Linked DNA regions of Sus scrofa: region 2 is linked to region 1. Evidence: chromatin contacts called from public Hi-C data. All regions are on one chromosome and are shown on one strand. Each heading gives the region's core, a stretch centred on a gene start, on an enhancer-like site or on the middle of the called end of the contact. The rest is flanking DNA. Distances are from core to core; before and after follow the strand shown.

Evidence for each region. Hi-C and Micro-C count contacts between places; a contact is called where the count stands out from the background.
Region 2: a Hi-C map of liver shows a contact between it and region 1, with 19 times the contacts expected there. The contact joins two enhancer-like sites. A contact is called at or near these places in 5 of 47 Hi-C or Micro-C datasets (embryonic fibroblasts, liver and skeletal muscle).

The regions. Positions count from the first base shown.
Region 1 is chr15:118,763,409-118,771,162 of Sscrofa11.1, forward strand. No RefSeq gene overlaps it. Among named protein-coding and RNA genes, the nearest start is that of IGFBP2, 55 kb to the right of the region's middle. Within about 2 kb of position 4,928, at least 3 of the 83 cell types and tissues checked have an H3K27ac peak or open chromatin away from gene starts, as enhancers often do. A contact at or near this core is called in liver, where this site is marked.
Region 2 is chr15:118,848,217-118,855,970 of Sscrofa11.1, forward strand. It overlaps IGFBP2 (insulin like growth factor binding protein 2), which reads left to right. Exons shown (of 4, transcript NM_214003.1): 4 at 2,245-2,769. The coding sequence ends at 2,409. Among named protein-coding and RNA genes, the nearest start is that of IGFBP5, 26 kb to the right of the region's middle. Within about 2 kb of position 4,040, at least 11 of the 83 cell types and tissues checked have an H3K27ac peak or open chromatin away from gene starts, as enhancers often do. A contact at or near this core is called in liver, where this site is marked.

The DNA.
Region 1 (7,754 bases), core at 3,678-6,177:
GAGGTGAACTGTGAAAAGTATTGCTGTAAAGACAGGAGGAGGCAAACCAGAAAGAGGCTGCAAGCCATGGTCAGAAGAGGCCTTGATCTTGAGGATTCTGGGGGCCATCAGGACAGTATTCAGGCAGGACTGGATTTTATCCTTGCAAAGCTCACCCTGGCTGCTGTTGAGGGTTCCATCTGAAGGATGAGGTGGGTGCAGGGAAATCCATCAGGCAGCTGTTTGAGGAGGTGGAGGATGAACCAGGCTGCAGTAGTGGCGATGGGAGGTGGGAGGAGTCAAGAGATGCTCTCCCAGGAGCATTGATGGGGCTGGTGGTTGAACATGGACTGTGAGGGGGAGAGAGGATGCTGAAGCTCATTCTGGTTTCTGATCTGAACATTAGGCAGATGATAGGAGAAAGAGCTCTGTTTCTATGACCTCTTGGAAGCAAAGCAGGGAAGAGGGTGACATAACAGAGTGTCAGGAAAGAGCTAGGATGTGAATTGACCTGAACATCCTCAAGGAAACTCAGAGCCGACTTCATGGATATTCACCCTGTGCAGTGTCAACAGACCCCACACTCAGAAGGGCTCTGTGCTTGGGTTAATGCTCTGCTAGCCATCTTACCTCAGGAGGAAGCAGTAAAGATGAAAGAAGTTAATCAATATAAAACACTCGGACCGGAGTTCCCGTCGTGGCGCAGTGGTTGACGAATCCGACTAGGAACCATGAGGTTGCGGGTTCGGTCCCTGCCCTTGCTCAGGGGGTTAACGATCCGGCGTTGGGGTGAGCTGCGGGGTAGGTTGCAGACGCGGCTCGGATCCCGCGTTGCTGTGGCTCTGGCGTAGGCCGGTGGCTACAGCTCCGATTCGACCCCCAGCCTGGGAACCTCCATATGCCGCGGGAGCGGCCCAAGAAATAGCAGCAACAACAACAAAAAGACAAAAGATAAAAAAAAATAATAATAATAAAACACTCGGACCTAAATTGCATATACCAAGTGCTCAATAAACATTAGCTGTTATTGGATTAAGAAGATATGGCAAATATATACAATGGAACACTCCTCAGCCATAAAAAGGAACAAAATAATGTCATTGCAGTGATATGGCTGCAACTAGAGATTTTCATACTAAGTGAAGTAAGTCATAAAGAGAAAGACAAATACTGTATGATATCACTTGTATGTGGAATCTAAAATATGGCACAAATGACCATATCTACAAAACAGAAACAGGAGTTCCCAGTGGGTTACAAACATGACTAGTATCCATGAAGATGCAGGTTCAATCTCTGGCCTCGCTCAGTGGGTTAAGGATCTGATGTTGACATGAACTGTGGTGCAGGTCACAGAAGCAGCTTGGATCCCGAGTTGCTGTGAATGTGGTGTAGGCTGACAGCTGCAGCTCTGACTGGACCCCTAGCCTGGGAACTTCCATATGTCACAGGTGCGGCCCTGAAAAAGCGAAAACAACAAACAACCAAAAAACAGAAACAGACTCACAGACATAGAGAACAGACTTGTGGTTGCCAAGGGGGAGGGGAGAGAGTGGGATACACTGGGAGTTTGGGATTGGTACAGGCAAACCACTGCATTTAGAATGGATAAGCAATGAGGTCCCACTGTACAGCACAGGGAACTATATCCAATCTCTTGGGATAGAACATGATGGAAAATAGTACAAGAAAAGGAATGTATATAATATGTATAACTGGGTCACTACACTATACAGCAGAATTTGGCAGTATAAATGAACTATAATTTTTTTAAAAAAAGAGGACGATGGATAGGAGGGTGGAGCCTGCCCATGAGCAGAGCAGACACGTGCAACATATGTGTCCTCTGTTCCTCGCTCGCCATTCCCATGGAGCATTTGGGATGCCACGGGAGCACTGCATGCCAGTGGACACCATGTGTAGCTGTTCAGTGAGACTCAAAGTGAGTACAAGATAAGCGTGCCATGAAAGCTGGGTGTTTGAGTCCCACGGAACACCAGAATTCCCTACTCCTCTCCCATAGGAACATGACTACAACTCTGTAGGGGACTGACTGTCCTGAAAAACTATGCTTTCCATTCATATCAACTTGCTTTAAAGGCAGAAAGAAGGCAATGGCATTCTCAGGAACAGAACAACCAAGGACTCTTTCTTCCTCCTGTTACATTCCTGTATTAGCCACCCATTTATGGTGAAATGATGGCAGAAGGAAAGGGACAGGGCAATGCATAGTTCCTTGTCTTTTGTGTCCTTGCTTACTAAATTGAAGGCAGAAAATTTTGGGTAGAATGTGCTTTATGCCATATTTCCACTCTTTGAGTGAAAATGGGATACACATGCATGTACAAGCTGCAAAATACAAATTGTGTAATTAATTACAGTGATTCTGCATATGAGTGAATGTTTTTATAGTTGCATTTAAAACCGGCATTGCACAATATAAAAATGAACAGTAAAATTCATGCTAATAATTTAGAGTTTAAACTCTTTCCTTTACTTGGAACAACATTTAATAGCAAATGAAAAGACTTCGACAGTGGGAATGTAAAATGGTACAGCCACTTTGGAAGACAGTTTAGTAGTTTCTTACAAAAATAAACAGTGTCTAGCCATACAATCTGGCATTCACACTCCTAGGTATCTGCCCAAATGAGTAGAAAACTTATGTCTACACAAAAACCTGCACACAAATATTTATAAGAGCTTCCTTCACACTGCCAAAATTGAAAGTGACCAAGATGTCCTTCACTGGGTAAATAGGTAAGTAAACTGTAATAACATCATACATCCAGACAATGGGATACTATTCAGTGATTAAAAAAAAAAAAAAAAAAAAAAGCTGTCAAGCTACAAAAAGACGTGGTGGTCCGAGTTCTTGTTGTGGCTCAACAGTAACGAACCCAACTGGTATCCATAAGGACAAGGGTTCCATCCCTGGCCCTGCTCAGTGGGTTAAGGATCCACCGTTGCTGTGAGTTATGATGTAGGTCACAGATGTGGCTTACATCTGGTCCAGCTGTGGGTGTGGCGTGGGCTAGCAGCTGCAGCTCCGATTCCACCCCTAGCCTGGGAACTTGCATATGCCGAAGGTGGGGCCCTAAAAAGCTCCAAAAAAGACATGGAGGTGTGAAAGGAAAATCAAAATGGAATCTGTATTGCTGAGAGAGTTCTCCAAAATGGGGCCAATGGGGCGAGGAGGCCAGTAAGGAATCGTGACTTATGCATGTCTCAGCCTGGGTGGAATCTGACATCTTGACCTGATGAAGTCGTCCGAAACACCTGCCAAAAACTCAAGATACGTATCAGACAGTCTAAAAAAAGCTTGTGATCATCTATTCATCAGACCCCCACCCTAAAACAACGCATGAATCCTTAAAGGACAAACATTTTCTGACGCATCAGAGTCAATCAAAGTTCTTACCAGGCAATTTTTAAAGTCCTCATGGCTTTTTGTCTTTACAAGTCCTTGACTCTTTCTCTTCCCTGGAACACTCTTTTGTAGTTACCTGAATCCGTGTCTCCTGAATTGCAATTCTTAAGACCCTTCAATAAACTATTTTCTTATTTGCAGGCTCTTGCATCATCATTATTATTGCTTTTCATTGAAAAACAGGAGAAACAAATGCATATTACTCTGTGAAAGAAGATGATCTGAAAGAGCTACACATTGTATGATTCCAAATATGTGACTTCTGGGAGAAGTGAAATTACAGAGTCAGGAAAGAGATCAGTAGTTGCCAGAAGTTTGAGGGTAGGGAGAAAAGAGGGATCAATCAGTGTAGCACAGGGGATTTTTAGGGAAGTAAAACTACTTTGTATGATACTGTAATGATGGATATATGATACTATGCATTTGTCAAAACTCTTAGAGTGTACAAGCCCAAGAGTGAACTCCAATGTAAACTTTGGACTTTAGTGAATAATAATGTGTCAATATTGGTTCATCAATTATAACAAATGTCCCACACTAATCCAAGAGTAGAGAGGGGGTAGATGGGTGCTCTTTGGACTTACTGCTCCCTTTTTTCTTTAAAAAATTAATATTTATTAATTTAAAAAATAAGAATAAAGGAACTTTGGTAGCATGCTATATTGACTTCTGGGACAAGGGCTAAGAAGCTAGAGGGTGGAGAAATTGGTGAGCCCTCTAGAAAGGCCTCAGGGTGACCAATGAGTCTCTTTGCTTTGGCTTGGGTCCCTTTCTCTGTCAACAGGGAGTGGAGTCATCAAGGACCCAATCCTGTGTCAGTTTCTTCATTGGGCATTGCCCGGACTTCAGGTGGACTTTGTCAGAGCTGGCATTCCGGTGCCTTGGCCAATGCATTCCCAACCCCTACTCACTGCCCTACCTTCAGCTTGCCCCTCTTTTCAGAACTTAGGAGCTGGTGACATTTATTCTTGGACAACAAATAATTGTCACTGTTATCAGAAAAGAGATTTTAGTACCATCTCCGCCATTCACTGAGTGACCTTGTCAAGTTGCTTTAGCTCTCTGGGACTCAGCTGACTTGTACATAAAAGGAATATGGTGGAGGGAGATAAGTTAGGATTTTTCCAAGAAAGCTACCCAGTATGTAAAAAGATGTGAATGGGGGGCTGTTCTGGTTGAAGTTAGGGAAAGATAAGAGGGGGATAACATAGGATCCCAAACAGTCACTCACTTGTCCTCTTGTCCCACTGGTGCCCTTGAAGCTCCAGAAGTTCCAGAACATGGAGCACAATTCAGAAAACCCTATCTGGCTACCTCTCTCATTTTATACATAGAAGGGCAAGGGACTAGTTCAAGGTCATACAAGAAGTTAGTGGTCATTGTGGAATTATGACCCAAGTCCCCTGACCTCTAGTTCAGTGATCTTTCCCTTCACCTTTTTGTCCCCATCCTGTTGCGGCCACATCTTGTTTATTGAGTGGGAAACACCCTGCTAGCCCAAACATGAGCTCTGCCCTCTGGAAATGGAAACAGCAGCCCACACACAAATCATTGCCACTGCCCGTGCAATGGCACCACATGGAGTGGCAGCAACACGACCCTGACTCAGGTTATTTGTGCGTCAACTAAGGGTGAGATCCCTGAGTTCTCTCGAGCCTCTGAAGAAAATTTGTCTGGGATCTGGAAGAGCCATCAGTCAAGTCCTAAGCAATGTTAGCATTTGTCCTCTGTACCAGCGTTATGCACAGTCTTGTATTCTTACAGCCTGGTTCTCTCATGAGTATTAGTCTTATCTCTTGAACCTCTGCTCCATAATTAGAACTTCCCCCATGCCTCTTGTGCTCTGTTCTGTACACAGCTGGTACTAGGTTAATAGCCCTTAGTCAATCACGCTCTTCTCAAGGCCATTGGAGCAATTTCTGCTCACAAAATGGGAAAGGGAGAACTTCATGTCTGAAGGGAGTTCCAGAGGCAGGCATGCTTTTGAACCTATCGGAAAGGACAGGGCACCACTTTACCCAGCGTGGCGTAAGTGAGAAGGAACAAAGCAGGCAGCCAATGAGAGCGTTCTACAAATAGCAGCTACCAGGTTGGAGCACATACTGTGCAGTAGGCACTGTGCTAAACCCTGCAGATGCATGATTTCCAGAAGTGCTAAAAATAACCCTGGATGGACTTCTTCCTCCCTCATTGTACAGAAGAGGGGGCTGAGGCTCAAAGAAGGGAGGTAACTCAGATGAAGCTTCACAACCATCACTAGAATCCAGGTCTAGCTGACCCCCAAAGCCTTTGTTCATAACCTCCCTATCAAGATGGGTCTTGAAGGATCTTATGAGTAGCAAAAAGAGCTTGTGTATCATATTTTTGAATAGGTCCCCGCCTGGTCTTTTCCCTTTAACCCAACTTGCTGTCTCCCCCTCCTGGAGCCTCCCAAAGAATTTAGACAGGACACCAAATGAAACAACTAGAGAGTGTGGAGCCAGTGAGTTGAGTTTATAAATAGACATGTTAATATGGCCCAGAGACCTCTGGAAACAGGGGAAGGAGTGGGGGCTGAGACATTAACACAGCCAGAGGTGGGGTAAGGAATACAGAAAATCTGCAAAGTTTTCCCAAAGGTCTTTAAATCGGAACATTGTGATCCTTCTGAGCCATCCCTCGGAGGCGGACATGATGAATAGAACTTTTCCCAAGTCCAGTGGGGCTCTGAGAGCGTAGCACGTGCCTCCTCAGGGACCTCAGAGTCAGGCCGACCTGGGTTGCTGTCCCAGATCCAGATCCTTCACTTAATAGCTGAGGGACTTGGGGCAAGTTACTTAAGGCTTTAAATTACACTTGGCCATCTATATCTTGGGAATACTAATAATACCTACCCCAGAGGGTTGTAAAGATTAAATGAGATTCTTGCTGAGTGCTTCACACAGTGTCTGGCATATTGCAAGCATTCAATAAAGAGCTATTATTATTGTGTTGTTTATTCATATTCTCCAAGTTCAACTTCTCATCAAGTTCAGTTTAGTTCTTTCGATCGCCAAAGTGACTAAACCTTCAGTTCAGTCACCCCCTGTGGGGGCCAAGCCAATCCTTGGGCTCAGATGCCAATGCATCAATTAGCTCTTGCTCTTGGATTCACACTCTCTTTGCAGTGTTTGCAGATCTGGAGGCCTCCCTGAAGCCCCCTGGTGGAAAGAGAATTGTGTAGGCTATTTTCCAGAAGAGATTTGAATGGTAGCTCGGAAGGGAAATTACCCAGACTGCAGAATCTTCAATCTTCAAAAGGATTGAAGCTCCCAGAATATCCAATACCATAAAATCAGATCTAACGTTCTTATTAGCCTTCCCACAACAATAGACTCAAACGATCTGAGTTAGACACTTCAGTGGGAACTTAGAAGTCATCTGGTCCAACCTCTTCATGTTACAGATGAAAATACTGAGTCCTGGAGAGAGAGGGGGACTTTGAATAGAATCACAGATCACTAAAACAGCAAGGCAATAAACAGCTCCACAAAGTGTTAGGGATAAGACTAAGTTATGCGTTTCTTTGGATCTGGTGACCTCTGGATACTCCCATGACCCCATACTTGGGGTGTTCTGATGGCAGTTCAGAAAGGCTCTGGGCTCTCAGGGTCTTCCCATCTCTGTCTCCCTTGCTGGATCCTTCTCTCTTGCATGCATGGCTGTATCGCTGATTCTGGCACAGACTCATTGTCAGAATAAAGCCGACTACTTTTTGGGCTCAGTGTTGCTGGAAAAGTTAAGTAGCAGCTTCTCCAGTTAAAAGCAAGGGAGCTTTCCTCCTAGGACCATTCTCACAATTCTGTCAGAGGTTGGTGATAGGGAGATGCTGAAAATATAAAATCAGTGAGAATCAGGAGAGAGGACCCAGGGACCCACACTGGATGGGGATAGGTCTGTGAGGAAGGGGGGAGAGAGGCAAGGAACACATCTGCATTGTCCTCTGTGGTACGTACAGCAATCACATGTGATGCTCAGTAAATACACACTTAATGAATGAACTGATGGAGGGAAACAGATATGTAAATTATTAGATCATTTGGAGACCCACACCTGGAGAGGTAATCTGGTCAAAGTGTCATGTGGGCATGGGTAGGAAAGAGGAGTCTCCAAGGTGGACCAGGCCCTGTGCTTGGCCCTTCCCTCTGTCATATCACAGACCCATCCTTACCACTCTAGGACACAGGCACGGCCCATTTCACAAGCAGGAATTCTGAGACTCAGCAACTTTCACGTCTGGACAGAGGCAAAGCAAGCTTTCTTGGAAAGAGTACAAACCACGCTCTTCTTCTCTGGATGCCTCATGGGATGATTATTCTCATTTCCC
Region 2 (7,754 bases), core at 2,790-5,289, 84 kb after region 1:
GGGCCCTGCTGGCCCGGCACAGTGGGTTAAGGATCCGGCATTGCCGTGAGCTGCGGTATAGGCTGGCAGCTGTAGCTTCAATTCAACCCCTAGCGTGGGAACTTCCATATGCCTGGGTGTGGCCCTGAAAAGACCAAAAAGAAAAGAAAAGAAAAAAAAAAAAAAAAAAGGTTGCCATTTGGAGTGGGGCCTGAGAATTTGCCTTTCTAACCAGCTCTTAGGGGATGCTGATGGGCCATGAACTGCACTTGCAGAATCACTGATTTAAACCACTGACCAAGTAGCCGCTCTGGTTTTCAAGTATTTCAGGGAATGGAGAATCAGGGGTGGAGCGATATGACTTAAAATATGTCTAAGAAGGGTAGTAGAACAGCTTTGTCAGTACATTAGAGAAAATTAAGAAAGTGTAAGTAAAACACCCAGGAGCCCTTTTCTCACCCCTTTCCACTCTGTTCATATGTTCGTACACCATCTTTCTTTCTTTCTCTCTTTTTTATTTTTTTTGCTTTTAGGGCCACACCTGTGGCATATGGAGGTTCCCAGGCTAGGGGTCGAATCAGAACTGCAGCTGCCGGCCTGCACCACAGCCACAGCAGCACCAGATTCTTAACCCATGGAGCGAGGCCAGGGATCGAACCTGCGTCCTCATGGATGCTAGTCGGGTTCTTAACCCGCTGAGCCACAATGGGAACTCCTGTTCATATACCTTCTCGTGATCAATGGTGGGCATATGCATATTTCCCTTTAGCATTATTACATTTTTTATGTAACCGTCTAGAGTTTGTAGTCATGATTGTTAGTGGTTGTTTAATATTGGTCGGCTGCCCTCTTTCCTAGCCCACTGCTCCCTCCCTCCCACTCCGCTCATGCCTTGTGTGGGGAGGGGAAGCCCACATGCATTTCACTGAAGACAGGTGAGAGCTAGGAGGGAGGAAGCGGGTAGTGGTGTGGGCGCCACCAGCCATTCTGTTTTCCAGCAGGGGTTCTGAGCCCAGCTGCACAGTGGGGTCTTCTAGGGAGCTTCAAATCATACGATGCCCTGGCCCTCCTCCCAGAGATCCAGATTTTGTGAGTCTGGGGGGCTTTCTGGGCACCGGATTTTCAAAGCTCCCCTGGTGATCCTAGCAGGCTGTCAAACCGACTGAAAGGGTAGATTGCAAAGCCAGGGGATGGGGTACAGGCTCTGCTGATCCCGCGGTGGGGGGGGTCTCACTTCCCCACGTCCTACACGGCCCAGGCATCTTGCCCCTCGAAATATCAGTCTAACATTAAAAGCTATTGGTTCATGTGCCTGCCCTCTAAATGGCAGCCAGCTACTGCATTTGGAGCACAAAAGAAGAAATAGCCATCTCTTCTATAGAAAACCAGCCTGCACACTGAGCCTTGTGGAGAACTGCAGGGATTTGCAAGAGGAGCTGGGTTTTGGGGAAGAGCAGGGACCTGGGAGGGGAGTGCCTGCATTGGCATCGCAGCGATGGCTCTTACTAGCTCTGTGATGTGGGACGAGTTACTGAACCCATCTGTGTTTCCTTCTGATGGTCTGTCAAGGGGTAAAGTAATGGTACCTAATTCACAAGGCGGTTGTGAGGATTAAATGAATACATACGTTAGACAGGAACTGTAAGCAAGCCATGTGTAGATAGCTTACACCATGCCTGGCACATGGTAGGATGTGTGCTAGAGCTGATTTTTTAAAAAACATTTTTCTTTTCTTTTTCTTTTTAGGGCGTACCTGTGGCATATGGAAGTTCCCAGGCTAGGGGTCGAATCAGAGCTGCAGCTGCCCCCCTGCGCCACAGCCACAGCCATGTAAGATCTGAGCTGCATCTGTGACCTACACCACAGCTCACAGCCACACTGGATCCTGAACCCCCTGAGTGAGGCCAGGGATTGAACCTGCATCCTCACGGATACTCGTCAGGGTCTTAACCCATTGAGCCTCAGCAGGAACTCCAGTGCTAGCGATGATTTTACTATCATTTGGGTATATTGCCTCACACTAGGGCTGACCTCCAGTACACTGGTCCCCCACTGGATGGGACCTCCCTGCAGGTGGGGGCTATGTCTTTCCTCCTTGGGGCATCCCCAGCAGCCACGCCACTAACCAGAGCATGGTCCTGGGCCAGCAGCACCAGCATCTCGCTGGAGCTCCTTAGCCCTGCAGAACCGCAAGCACACCCAGACCTGCCGAAGGGCATCTGCATTTCAGTGCGGCCTCCTCCACCTCCACTTCTCTCTCCTCAGTGCAAGATGTCTCTGAATGGGCAGCGTGGGGAGTGCTGGTGCGTGAACCCCAACACCGGGAAGCTGATCCAGGGGGCCCCCACCATCCGGGGGGACCCCGAGTGTCATCTCTTCTACAACGAGCAGCAGGGGGCTCGCGGGGCACACACCCAGCGGATGCAGTAAACCACAGCCAGCCGGTGCCTGGCACCCCCCCACCCCCACCCCTCTTCAAACGCAGGCAGAGCGGGGAGAGTGCTTGCGTGGTGGGTGGGGGAGGATTTTCCAGGAGTTCTGACATGCGTATTTATATTTGGAAAGAGACCAGCACCGAGCTTGGCACCCGTCCCCCCCTCCTTCCCCCCTCCCCAGCTGGAGATGCCCAGCTGGAGATGCCCGCACCCTCCCTCCTGGAATCCCTGCTGGGGAGGGAGGGGGCTGCAGTGGCGGAGCTGGGGTAGAGGTTTGGGAGAGGGGGAAAAAAGAAATTTTTATTTTTGAACCCCTGTGTCTCTTTTGCTTAAGATTAAAGGAAGGACAAATAAAGTGTGTGTCTTTTGGCTGAATCTTTTGGGGTCCCCCTGGGAAGGAGATCCCGAGGTTCAGGGCTCACCAGCCTCGTTTTCTTCAGCTTTCCCCGGACCCTGGGGGAAATGGGAGAGGCAAGAATGGGTTGTCCACTCAACAGGAATGAAATGGGTGGGGCAGGGGGAAGGGCTTATGGAAACGGTAGTATTTCAATTCCAGAGTAGTATTTCAATTCATGAATAGACTGGAATTTGCTTATCCATTCAACAACTGATAGGCACTTTCGATGTTTCCAGTTTGGGACTATTAAAAATAAATCCACAAAAAAAAAAAAAAAAAAAAAAAAGAGAACAAAGGAACTCCAAGTCCTAAACCCAGGAGGAAACTTCTAGCACAACCCCAGGAATCTGGGGACTCCCAGCTAGGGCTCTGGCCAGTCCTGCCCCTGGGTGGGCCTTGGGGAAGCAGGGGTGGGGCTGGTATTTCTTCCTTTTTCAATTCCCATGACACTGCTGCAAGAGGAAGGGAACCCAGAAACAGTGAAATTGGGGTCCTCTGGCCCCTGAAACCATGGAGTGCTCCCTCTCCAGTTGTGTGGGAGGAGACCTTCACTCAGCCCCCCAGAAAAGGGAGTGGGGCTGTTGGGGGCCAGTGTATTCACAACAGTGTGACCTCTGAGAATCCAGGCCTGCTTGCTGAGGGGCCCGAGGAGCTGTCCAAGACTCGGGGGCACAGAAGTGGGTCCTATGTCTGAAGCCAAATCCTGTGTGAGAGCTCTGCTGCTTGGTTCTGTTGGCCCCTCCAGTCCTGGCAAATTCCAGGGGGCTCCCCCCTTGGCAGGGGACCATGAGGGAAGGAGCGCTCCCCCTTGTCTGTGGAGCCTGATCCTTCCCATCCTGGAGGAGGGGACCAGAGGCAGCTTTGCTTGGTTCCCCTCCCTCCTGACCTTCCATCTAGCAACTCAGGAGAGGCAGAGGGACACCTGGGGCCCATCCCAGGGGTGGGATGAGCTTCATTCCTCCTTGGAGAAGAAAAACAAGTCCCCTAAAGCAGACAGACTCCCCCCTTCCCCGCCCCCAGCCAGAGCAGCTAGGCTGCACCATCACCTGGTGTCTGGCCACCCCTGAAGCACTTTATTCATTAATCGTTGTGAACCCACAAATGAGGCACTAGTATTAGCTCTATTTCATGGATGAGGAAAAGGCCCCCCCAAGTGCCCTGACCTCCACCACCCAGGGCTGGGACCCCAAACTCCAGAGCCTTGATGCTGCTCAGCCCTGAGTTATACTGCCCCCTGTGGGCAAAAGCTGGAGGATGCTCAGAGAGAGCCTGGAGGGCTTTGGGCACTGGCTGGATCTGTGCCCTGTGGGTCAGCAGTCCCTTTGTGGATTTCCTTTCGTCCACTGGTGGGTGCTCCCGCCACTGTCCCCTCAGCTGTAGCTGGCAGCCGATGGCTGCTGTCCTGGGTGGGGCAGACATGCTGGCTCTTCCAGCAAAGGCAGCGATTTTTCAACCTGGCTGACATTTATATCAACTGGGGCACTGAAAGAAATACTCCTGCTGCTGCCCACCATCAGAAATTCTGACCTGGGAGTTCCTGTCGTGGCTCAGTGGTTAATGAACCCGATTAGTATGCATGAGGATTCAGGTTCGATCCCTGGCCTCGCTCAGTAGGTTAAGGATCCGGCATTGTCGTGAGCTGTAGTGTAGGCTACAGATGCGGCTCGGATCCCGTGTTGCTGTGGCTGTGGTGTAGGTCAGCAGCTGTAGCTCTGATTCAGCACCTAGACTGGGAACTTCCGTATGCCGCAGGTGCGGCCCTAAAAAAGGCAAAAAAAAAAGAGAGAGAGAGAGAGAGAAAGAAAAAGAAATTCTGACCTGAGGGTTCTGGAGCAGAGCACAGGCAAGTCGTTCTACGTATGTATGTATTTATTTAGGTTCCAACGCAGAGCCAGGGAGGAGGCAAGGAGCATGCTGGACACCTGGGTTTGAATCCTATCCCACCAACTTATGATTCCACTGCCCTGGAGCTATGTTACTCACCTTCTCTGAGCTTCAGTTTTCCTCATCTGTTAAATGGGATGGTTTCAGCCTCAGTAGGGTTGATATTTGCTATGACCCAGCTGATAACAGGGTGGTATCAGTGTAAGACAATGGATGTGAATGTGCTTTGAGAACTATAGGAATGTATAAGGTGAATGTTTATCATGGGGCCATTGCTGGGATCAGCCTATGCCAGCCCCCACGCCCCAAAGTTGCCAACACACATGGGTCCTTTCTGTATTATATTTCCAGCGTACTCTTGAGGATGCCTCAATCTCCCTGCCATTTCCATTATTACCATGTTACCTCCTTGTACCCTAAACCCAAGGATTTTGCAAGTATGTGAGCAGCCCTTCGGCTGTGGCTCCAAGAGACAGGAACCACACTGACCGACGCATAGTATGACCTAGAAACTTTTTCTGAGGTCAATTGCTAATTGCACTTATATGGGAAGATGGTCGGGCAGGATCTCTACAATATCAAGCCAATAGTTTACCTTCTGGAACTCACTTCCTCTTTAAATGTTAGAGGGACAGTTGACAAACACTGGTGCTATACTGCCACCGTGTGGTAACACAGGAAACTGCAAGAGTCATTTGTTTAAGTGGTGGTCCCAAGAGTCCGGAATGAGTCAATTACGGATGTTTGTTGAATTTTAGAACCACAGGACCGATCCTAGACTGCCTGTTTTTACACCCTCTGAATCTGGAGAATCACCATTGTAGTGACTGCATCTTTCAGATGTGTGTGGAATACTAGCTACATAAGACGGGGTGGTTGAAAGCAAGCGCTTGGAAGTAAGGCAGTCTTGGAAGAGAATTCGGACTCTACTACTTACAACTTATGTGACTTTGGACACTTTTCTAACTCTGAACCTCATTCGTTTCATCTTTAAATACTGAGATGTTTTCTCTCTCCAAGAATGGCTTTGAGACTAGAAAACCATTTCTGTCATATAATAAATGCTCCCTGCATGCAATGAGTACTGTGTCCTAAGCTCAGTGTTAGGGTTTAAGGACATGGAGATGAAAAAGATGAAAAAGCCCTGTCCTGAAAGGGCTGATATTCTAGTGGAGGGAACCAGGCACTTGATGACTGTGGGTGTGGTGGAGGTGTGCCCAACGCAATTAGGAGGGACATCTGTGTTTCAGAGGGGTGCAAAGGCAGAGTTGTGAGGAGGGAGTAGGAATTTGGGGGAAAGGAGTGGTATGTGTGTGAGTGTGTGCATGTGTGTGTGGTGGCGCTCAGGCAGAGGAACCAGCATGAGCTATACAGTGAACAGGGAGAGCTTCCCATGTTTGAGGCTACCTGTGGTGGTGGGAGATGCAGGCGGAAGGGCCCACCAGGAAGGACCTTGGTGTCTTGCTGAAAGATTTCAATTTTGGACCCAAAGCTCTCAAGAGTCAAGGAAGGGATTTAGGCAGAGGGTGGGCAGGACTGAGTCTGTGTTTTTGAAAGTGAACTCTGACTGTGACGTCTCACTTGGAGGACATGGGAGGGGGTAGAACATCCCAGCAGGAGGAAATGGCAGTGATCCAGGTGAGAAGTGAGCATGGCCTGAACCAGGTAAGGAAGATGGAGAGAAGGGACAGATGGGAGAGCTGTCAATGAGGTGGCTGGTTCCTGTCATTGGGGACTTATTAGATGTTGGGGTACAGGAGGGTCTGGTGTGGGCAGCTGGGCAGATGATGCTGCCATTCTCTGAGACAGCAAACAGTGGAGGGAGGTGGGGGAGGAGAAGGAGAGGGGGTGTGAAGGGGGGTCGTTTAGGAGGGAAGATGATGAGTTCAAATCTTGTTCTTGGTTTTGAACTTGTGGTTTGGGATAGAAGATAGAACAAGACAGGCAAAGTACCTGAGTTTAGTCTGGACAGGTTGAACTTGAGTTGCTGGGAGGTGGGAGTGGTGGGGTGGACTTTGGATAGAGGAGATATCCTTGACTCTCCCTCATCCTCATCCAGACGTCTATCCCATGAACAAGTTCCATGGGCTCTAAATACAAGATACTTTCCTATCCATCCCTCTTTCTCCCTCTCCTCTGTTGGCTCTACAGCAGGAGAGGGGGGCAGGGGATGGAGGAGATGGAGGAGCATCGGCAGGGGAGAGTGAAGGAAGGGGGCCACCCCTGGGAAGCAGAGGAAGACTGACTGGGGGATGGGTGCGGGGGAGAACATGGCAATAGCTTTGTGTCTGACTCTGGAGGGATGGCGATGAGAAGATGCACGTTCTCCTTGGTGGGTCTTGGCTTTCTCTGCAAGAAGACGGTGTGTAGAGAAGCACAACAGGGTGTTGTAGACAAGAGGGGAATGAAGAGCTTCCCCAGGTGGGATTTGAAGTTGGGAACTCTGTGGTGGTGTCAGTCCGCACGATGAGGGGACTTTCTCCAGCAGGGCTCAGGGGCCCATGCAGGAGTGACAAGGGGAGGTCTATTCAGGGCCAAGGGGCTTCAGGCCAGGCAAGACCCAGACAGCAGAAGGAGCCGTGGGCTCTGGGCTCCCCAGGGAAGGAAGTGGAGCCAGGGAGGGGAGACGAGTCCAAAAACAGAATGGAGAGGATAGAAGGCCATCGTTCTCCACAAGGTAAATATCACAGTGCCCTCGCCCCATTTCTCTCACTGTGACAGCCGATTGCAATTGGAAGGGGACGGGGAAATCTTTGGATTTTCCATGTGTAACCCTTTAGGGTACCCAGGCTCAGAGAGTGGCTTCAGCGGATGCAGGTGAGACTGTGGAGGGGAGAGTGTTTCTCAGAGTGTGGCCTCGGACCAGCCCCCAATCCCAGGTCCCAGACCAGTCCTCCTGGAACACAAGGCCCCCAGGTGAATGTGTGGTCACTAAAGAGCTGGGTGTCCTGGATGATGAATGGTGCAGGGAGGGGTGGGACAAAGGCCAGATCCTAAACGACTTGGGTAGGTGAACGGGAGGTTGGTAGGTGAAGGCTATAGGGGTCGGGGGCATGGCG